2 separate regions of the Sus scrofa genome follow, and region 1 is linked to region 2. Evidence: chromatin contacts called from public Hi-C data. All regions are on one chromosome and are shown on one strand. The core of a region is the stretch at or near the end of the contact, and the rest is flanking DNA. Distances in the headings are between cores, read along the strand shown. Region 1 overlaps FOXK1 (forkhead box protein K1). Region 2 has its middle 28 kb from the start of FOXK1.

The links. Hi-C and Micro-C count contacts between places; a contact is called where the count stands out from the background.
Region 1: a Hi-C map of liver shows a contact between it and region 2, with 6 times the contacts expected there. The contact joins two enhancer-like sites. A contact is called at or near these places in 20 of 47 Hi-C or Micro-C datasets (alveolar macrophages, blood, embryonic fibroblasts and 8 more) and 2 of 2 datasets of contacts at active chromatin or transcription factors (alveolar macrophages and skeletal muscle).

The regions. Positions count from the first base shown.
Region 1 is chr3:3,601,081-3,603,943 of Sscrofa11.1, forward strand. All of the region lies in intron 2 of FOXK1 (forkhead box protein K1), which reads left to right. Among named protein-coding and RNA genes, the nearest start is that of AP5Z1, 20 kb to the right of the region's middle. Within about 2 kb of position 1,506, at least 56 of the 83 cell types and tissues checked have an H3K27ac peak or open chromatin away from gene starts, as enhancers often do. A contact at or near this core is called in alveolar macrophages, fetal liver, liver and 3 more, where this site is marked.
Region 2 is chr3:3,526,417-3,529,300 of Sscrofa11.1, forward strand. No RefSeq gene overlaps it. Among named protein-coding and RNA genes, the nearest start is that of FOXK1, 28 kb to the right of the region's middle. Within about 2 kb of position 1,480, at least 70 of the 83 cell types and tissues checked have an H3K27ac peak or open chromatin away from gene starts, as enhancers often do. A contact at or near this core is called in alveolar macrophages, fetal liver, liver and 3 more, where this site is marked.

The sequences.
Region 1 (2,863 bases), core at 256-2,755, 75 kb after region 2:
ATCTGAAACCTGAGTGCCCCACTCACGCCTGCAGTTAAGCTGTGCTATGAAAATGCCCTCACACTTAACTCGTGTGTGTATGTAATTTATGCCGAGACACAAATTATGTGGAGGTAAACAAAGCAGCCACTTTGCAAAAGTCTGGTGGTTCCTCAGAACATTCAAGGCTTATCTTAGCACCCGGCCACTCCCTGGGTCCGTGGAAACTCGTCCCTGAGCGATCCTGGCAGTGCGAGAGCATTCCCGGCCCTGGGGACAAGTCCCATGTCCATCCGCTGCTGAGTGGAGAGGCGGTGTTAGGGCCACCCAGGGGAGCGTTATTCCTGCACAGAGCGGCTGGGGTGCCGACGCATGGTCCAGCCCAGGTGAGCCCTGGGGGGTGACCCCGCGCAGAGCAAAAGAAACCCCTCCCCAGAGAGCACAGGTTGCACGATCCTGTCGGTGTGAAATGTCCAGAAGAGGCAAATGTGTAGAGGAGGAAAGGAGGCGAGGGGTTGCCAGGGGCTGGGGGTCAAGGGGGTGACTCCTGGCTGGGGTGGGCTTTCTTTCTGGGGCGAGGGCAAGTGTCTGGAGCGAGGCGGTGGCAGCCAGGTCCGCCGGCGCGGGAGAGCCCTGCCTTGAACACTCTCCGCGGGGGCCCCGTGCAACCTGTGGGTCACATCTCGGCGAGGCTGATGAAAGCTGTTAGGCACTGACCCTTTGTCCCGCAGCACCGGGAAGGAACGCGGGCCAGGCATGCCTCAGGGCCGCTGGGAGCCCAGAGCTCACGACAGGCGTGTCCTGTGCTGGGCGGGGTGGGCCTCGGAGGCCCTTGCCTGTCCCTCTGGGGAAACCAGAGCAGGCGGTCAGCCTTAGGCAGGCGTGGGATTGTTCATCCGCCCTTTATAATCCAGTCCCACGGACGCTTTTTAAGGAAAAAGAATGTTTTGCTTTGTACCTGGGGGTTGCCATAAAGTAAGTGTGTTTCCCAGGGGCATCTTAAATAAAGACCCTGGCCAGCGGGCTCAGCTATTCCGGCGGAGCTCCCGGCGCTGCACTTGCTCGGGTCGGAGGGAGGCGGCGGTTGTAAAGGAGCCCAGTGAGCTGGGGTTGGCGGCGCTGTTCGAGAAGCCGCAGCGGGGCCCAGGCAGGCGCCGGGTTTATATTTAACTTGCTCTTGGGGCTGGAGTGGGGGCTGGGGGTGCGTCCCCACCCTGGCCTTCCCCGGAGGCTGCCCGGGGAGGCGCTCTCCTCTGGCTTTCGTCTGCTGGAACTTGTTTTGGGGGAAAGTAGTCACTTGGAGACTGGCTCTTTCACTTTTTGGCCTTGAATTAAGTGTCACAGAAAAGGATTTCTGTTTACATCCGTTTGTCTTAGCGCAGCGGAATTCGATTGAGCGACTCCAAACCTCAGAGGCCCTGAGGTTGAGCTGGCCAAGATCCTTTTCCTGTGCTGCTCTTGCGGGGTGGGGCCGGCGTGTTTACCAACAGCCTTCCTCTGGGCGGCCCGCCCCGCGCGCCCCGTGCTCCCAGTGCTTCCGGCGCGGGGGCTGCAGGAGCGGGTCCCCAAGGAAGCGGCCGCGGGGCGGAGGCCCTGGCCGGCCAGCTGCGCTGTCGCAGGGGCAGGGCTGCAGCTCCCTGCCGCCCCTAACGTGGCGCCTCTGCAGCCCTCGGAGCGGGTTTTCCCCGGCACCTCGCGCTGCGCCCCTTTTCCCCGAGGTTCGGGGCGCGGCCGTGGGAACCCGCGCCGCCGCCCCTCCCCCGCCCGCCGCGCTGCCTCGCGGCTTCTCCGGCTTCTCCGCGTTGCCGGGCAGCCCGTGGGCGTGGGCGGGTTTTTTTCCTGCGCTGAAGGCCTCCGCCCAGAACATGAATGAACGCTCTTTGAGAAGTTCTGCTACCTTAAGCAGCATTTTGCTGACCTCCCCCCCCCCCCGCCCCATTTTGCAAAGAAGTGGTTGGTGTCTTTAGGAGAGTAAAAATTGGTTAACCGTGTTCTGAGTTTTGCAAAACTAGAGCCCAGTCCGTAGAGACACAGTTTTAAGAAAACTGGAGAAATTCAGCCAGAGAAAAGGGGCAGCACAGAAAGCGAAAGGTTTTAGAAGCGCTTTCCTGAGGAAGGCATTTCTTGATTTTTTTTTCGGAATAGAAGTCAGAACCAGAAGGATTTCACGTTGTGACAGTTGGCAAAGGTTAGCGGGAGGAACGTTGTATAAAATAAAAATTAAGCACAGGACTCCGGAACCCAAATCCCTTTTCATCACCCTCTTGGGCGGGTCTGCTTCGCCACCTCCGGGAGTTCAGTCCGAGCTCACTTCCCATTGTCTCGCTGTGTTCGGTGCTTTTTGAGTTTGGAGGTCCACGTACTTTTGTGTTTCTGGCAAACCGCGGGTCCTTCCTTGAGAGGGATGTGTCTGCTGCCGCGTTTCTGGGCTCTGTGGTGCCCTGGAGAGGAGCAGGCCTCTCGGGCTGCCGTCCTGCAGAGTGGGATCCCTGCCTGCAGGTCTAGGAGCCCCCCCATTCCATACCCGCACCTGTGGACCTTGCACACACACACACACACCCCCTCTGCACACCCACGTGATCCCTCCCCACCCCACCCCCCAAAAAAACTGGAAAGAAATCAAAGTTGCTTCATGTGACACATAAAGGCAGGGCCCTCCCTGTTCTTGCATTTTTTCCTTCTGCCTAAACCTGTGCCGGGGTGGTTTGCGGCTTTAAAATGTTCTCTTGTAGTGCAGCGGGTTAAGGATCCGGCGTTGTCACTGCAGTGACTTGGGTCACTGCTGTGGCTCTTCAGGTTGGATCCCTGGCCCCAGAACTGCCACCCACACGGCCGAAAAAACATGTTGAGAGGAAGTTGAATGGACTTGTCCTTTAGTTCTTGT
Region 2 (2,884 bases), core at 230-2,729:
AAGTCTGTGCGAGGAAAACCCTTCCCTGCTTTGATCACCTCTGTATCCCCTACTCCCTGCATGCAGCCCAGCATCAGGTCAGCACAGGTACCTGTTGATTAGATGAATGAACATACAAGAAGGAAACGGCCGTGAGAAGGTGAGAGGGACAGGATTTTCAGTCAGAGAGAACAGCAAGGCAAAGCGATGAGCAAGGTGTGTTCCAGGTAAGAAAAGCACCTGCTCGGGGCTGGAGGGATTCCAGGTGACACAGGCAGGGTGAGAGGGGTCCGGGCCTCTTAAAACATGGGAAGGATAGGAGTTCCCTGGTGACTCAGTAGGTTAAGGACCTGTGGCTCAGGTCCCTGCCGAGGTGCGGGTTCGATCCCTGGCCTGGAAATTTCCACATGCACCTGGGTGCCCCCCCATTTGTTTTTTTTAATGGGAAGGATATTTTCAGGCACAACATGATCTGATGGGCAGAAGGGGTGGATTGTGGTAAAATACAAACACAGTTTACTACTTTAACCATTTTTAAGGACAATTCAGCAGCATTAGGTACATTCCCACTGCTGTGCAGCCACCACCTCCGTCCATCTCCAGAACTTTTTCATCTTCCCAGCCTGAGACGCTGTCCCCATCGACACTCCCATCCCCGCCCCGGACGACCACCTTTCCACTGCGTCTCTGTGAAGCTGCCTGGTCTAGGGACCTCCAGTGACTGCGATGATTCACCGTGTCATTCTGTGTCTGGATTATTTCACTTGAACTGTGTCTTCCGTCACATACTTCATTGCGATTAAAACACACATGTCACAAAATTTCCTCCACTGCTTTTTAAAGCTGACTGGCATTCCACAGTGTGTAAATACTGCATTTACACATTCCCCAGCACGGGTCCCTGGCAGCGCTGAAAGGCTCTCTCTCGAGTCAGATGGACACACGGGGTGGGCGTGGGGCGGCCACACGGCCAGAGACACGACACAGCCAGGCAAGGGCAGCCACCCCTCTGCGCCCCACCGTGCAGGCGGAGACCCGGCTCAGAGCGGCCAGGAGGCCCGCCCAGGTCACACAGCCGGGAAGGGCGGGGGAAAGCCCGGGCGGGGCCGCCGCCCGCCCCCTTCCCGGTCGAACAGCCCCGCCCGCCGGGCGCCACGGCCCGCCCCCGCCCGCCGGTGCGCAAGCGCGGGAGGAGCCGGAGGGCGCATGCGCATAAGACGCAGGGCGCGGAAGGCTCCGCTCCCCGGGGTGTGAATCCGCGATCCGGGGTTTCGGCCCCGCCGGGAGTTATGTTTATAAACACACCGCCCGGCCACCGACCAAGGGTAACCCTAAAGGTGTGGGGTTAAGGGTCAGAGGTCAACGGGGGCATCGGCGGGGCGACCCATCCCTTCGCCTTCGCGGGCTGCCGGCTGCGCGGCGTGGTCGGTCCGGCAGCCCTACCGCGGCCCGGGGCTGCCGGGGGCGCCACGTGGTGCGCACGTGGTCCGGTCCCCGCGCGGCGGCCTCCCCTCCCCCACGGCGCCGGCGCGCCTCACCGCCCCCCAGCGGCGGCCGGCGGCGCCGCGCTGCAGTGGCGCCTGCGCACGACGCGTCACCACTCGCCTTCCGGTCTGCGCCGCAGCCGGGCGTGGGTCGGGGGCGTCCTCGTGACGGCTGAGCCTGGTCGGCTCGCCCCGGGCTTCCCCGGAGGGTGGGGCGACCCGGCGGGGGCGCACTGAGCGGCCGGCGGGGGCCCTGGGACCCCGCCCCGCGCCCGTGGGTCCGGAAGCCGGTCGTGCAGTGCGGGGCCGGGCGGTGATGCCCGTGGAGGGCCTATGCCCGTGGAGGGCCTCTGCCCGGGCTGCGGGCCGGCTGCCCCCTCCCAGCCCGGGGTTAGGTCCCCCCGAAGGGCTGGCGCGGCCTCCTGCGGGCGCGCGGTAAAATGCGCAGTGCGTATTTAGAAAATCAGTGAACGGAAGGTGCATTAGTGAGTTATTAAAGTATCCAGGAAGTGTGTTGTTTCCGGTTTTGTACTATATCGCCTACGCTGTGGGTATTCTTTTTGGGATTCCACATGAAAAACACTACTGGCCCCGTGCTAAGCGCTCAGTCTATGGAAGCGATTAGTATTGTTGTCCCCCCCCCCCCGCCCCCCTTTTTTTTTGTCCTTTGAATTTATACCGTTAAGTATAAACAGGATTGAGGGGGCTTACGGACGTGAAAAAGCAAACAAACCTCCTTTGTTTGCCTTTTGACCCTGAAGACTCAGTTGCATTACCACTTGTGGTTGCTCTGTACAATTGATGTTTCTTAGAGGTTTTCTCACTTGGGTATTTTCAAAATATCTAATGTGTGCCAGATGCTGCCCCAGACACTAAGGGAAATGGGTCACACCTAGGTAAGAGGAAAGCTAAAAGTGGTTAAGTTATAAAGGAAATCAGCAAGTCCTTGCCTAAAGGTCAGATACATGTTTAACAACTGGCGGCGAGGAGAACGTACATGTCCTGTTAAGCACAAATTTTATTACTGTGAAACTTGTGCAGCACACTGCCTACCCCCAAAAATGTAAAATATACAATGTACTCTTTCTTACATAAATTGCCTGGAGCCAACGGATGCTCAGATGTCCTCAGATATTAAGAATGCACTTGCATATTTTTGCTGAACTCTTGTATCCAGAGCCAACCTCTGGTTAAAATTCAGTTATGAGGAGCTCCCACTACAGCAATCTGGGAGCCCTGGGGTGTGGGTTTGATCCCAGTCTGTGCAGAAAAAAAAATTTAAATCATTATCAAGTGAGTTGCCTCCATGCCACTATTTTTCCATAAATGTATTGTCATCAAGTGTAATATGTGTTAGTAGCATTGGTTGATATTACATGAGTGAGACAAACCAACAAGATTTTAGATCTTTATTCATGTGT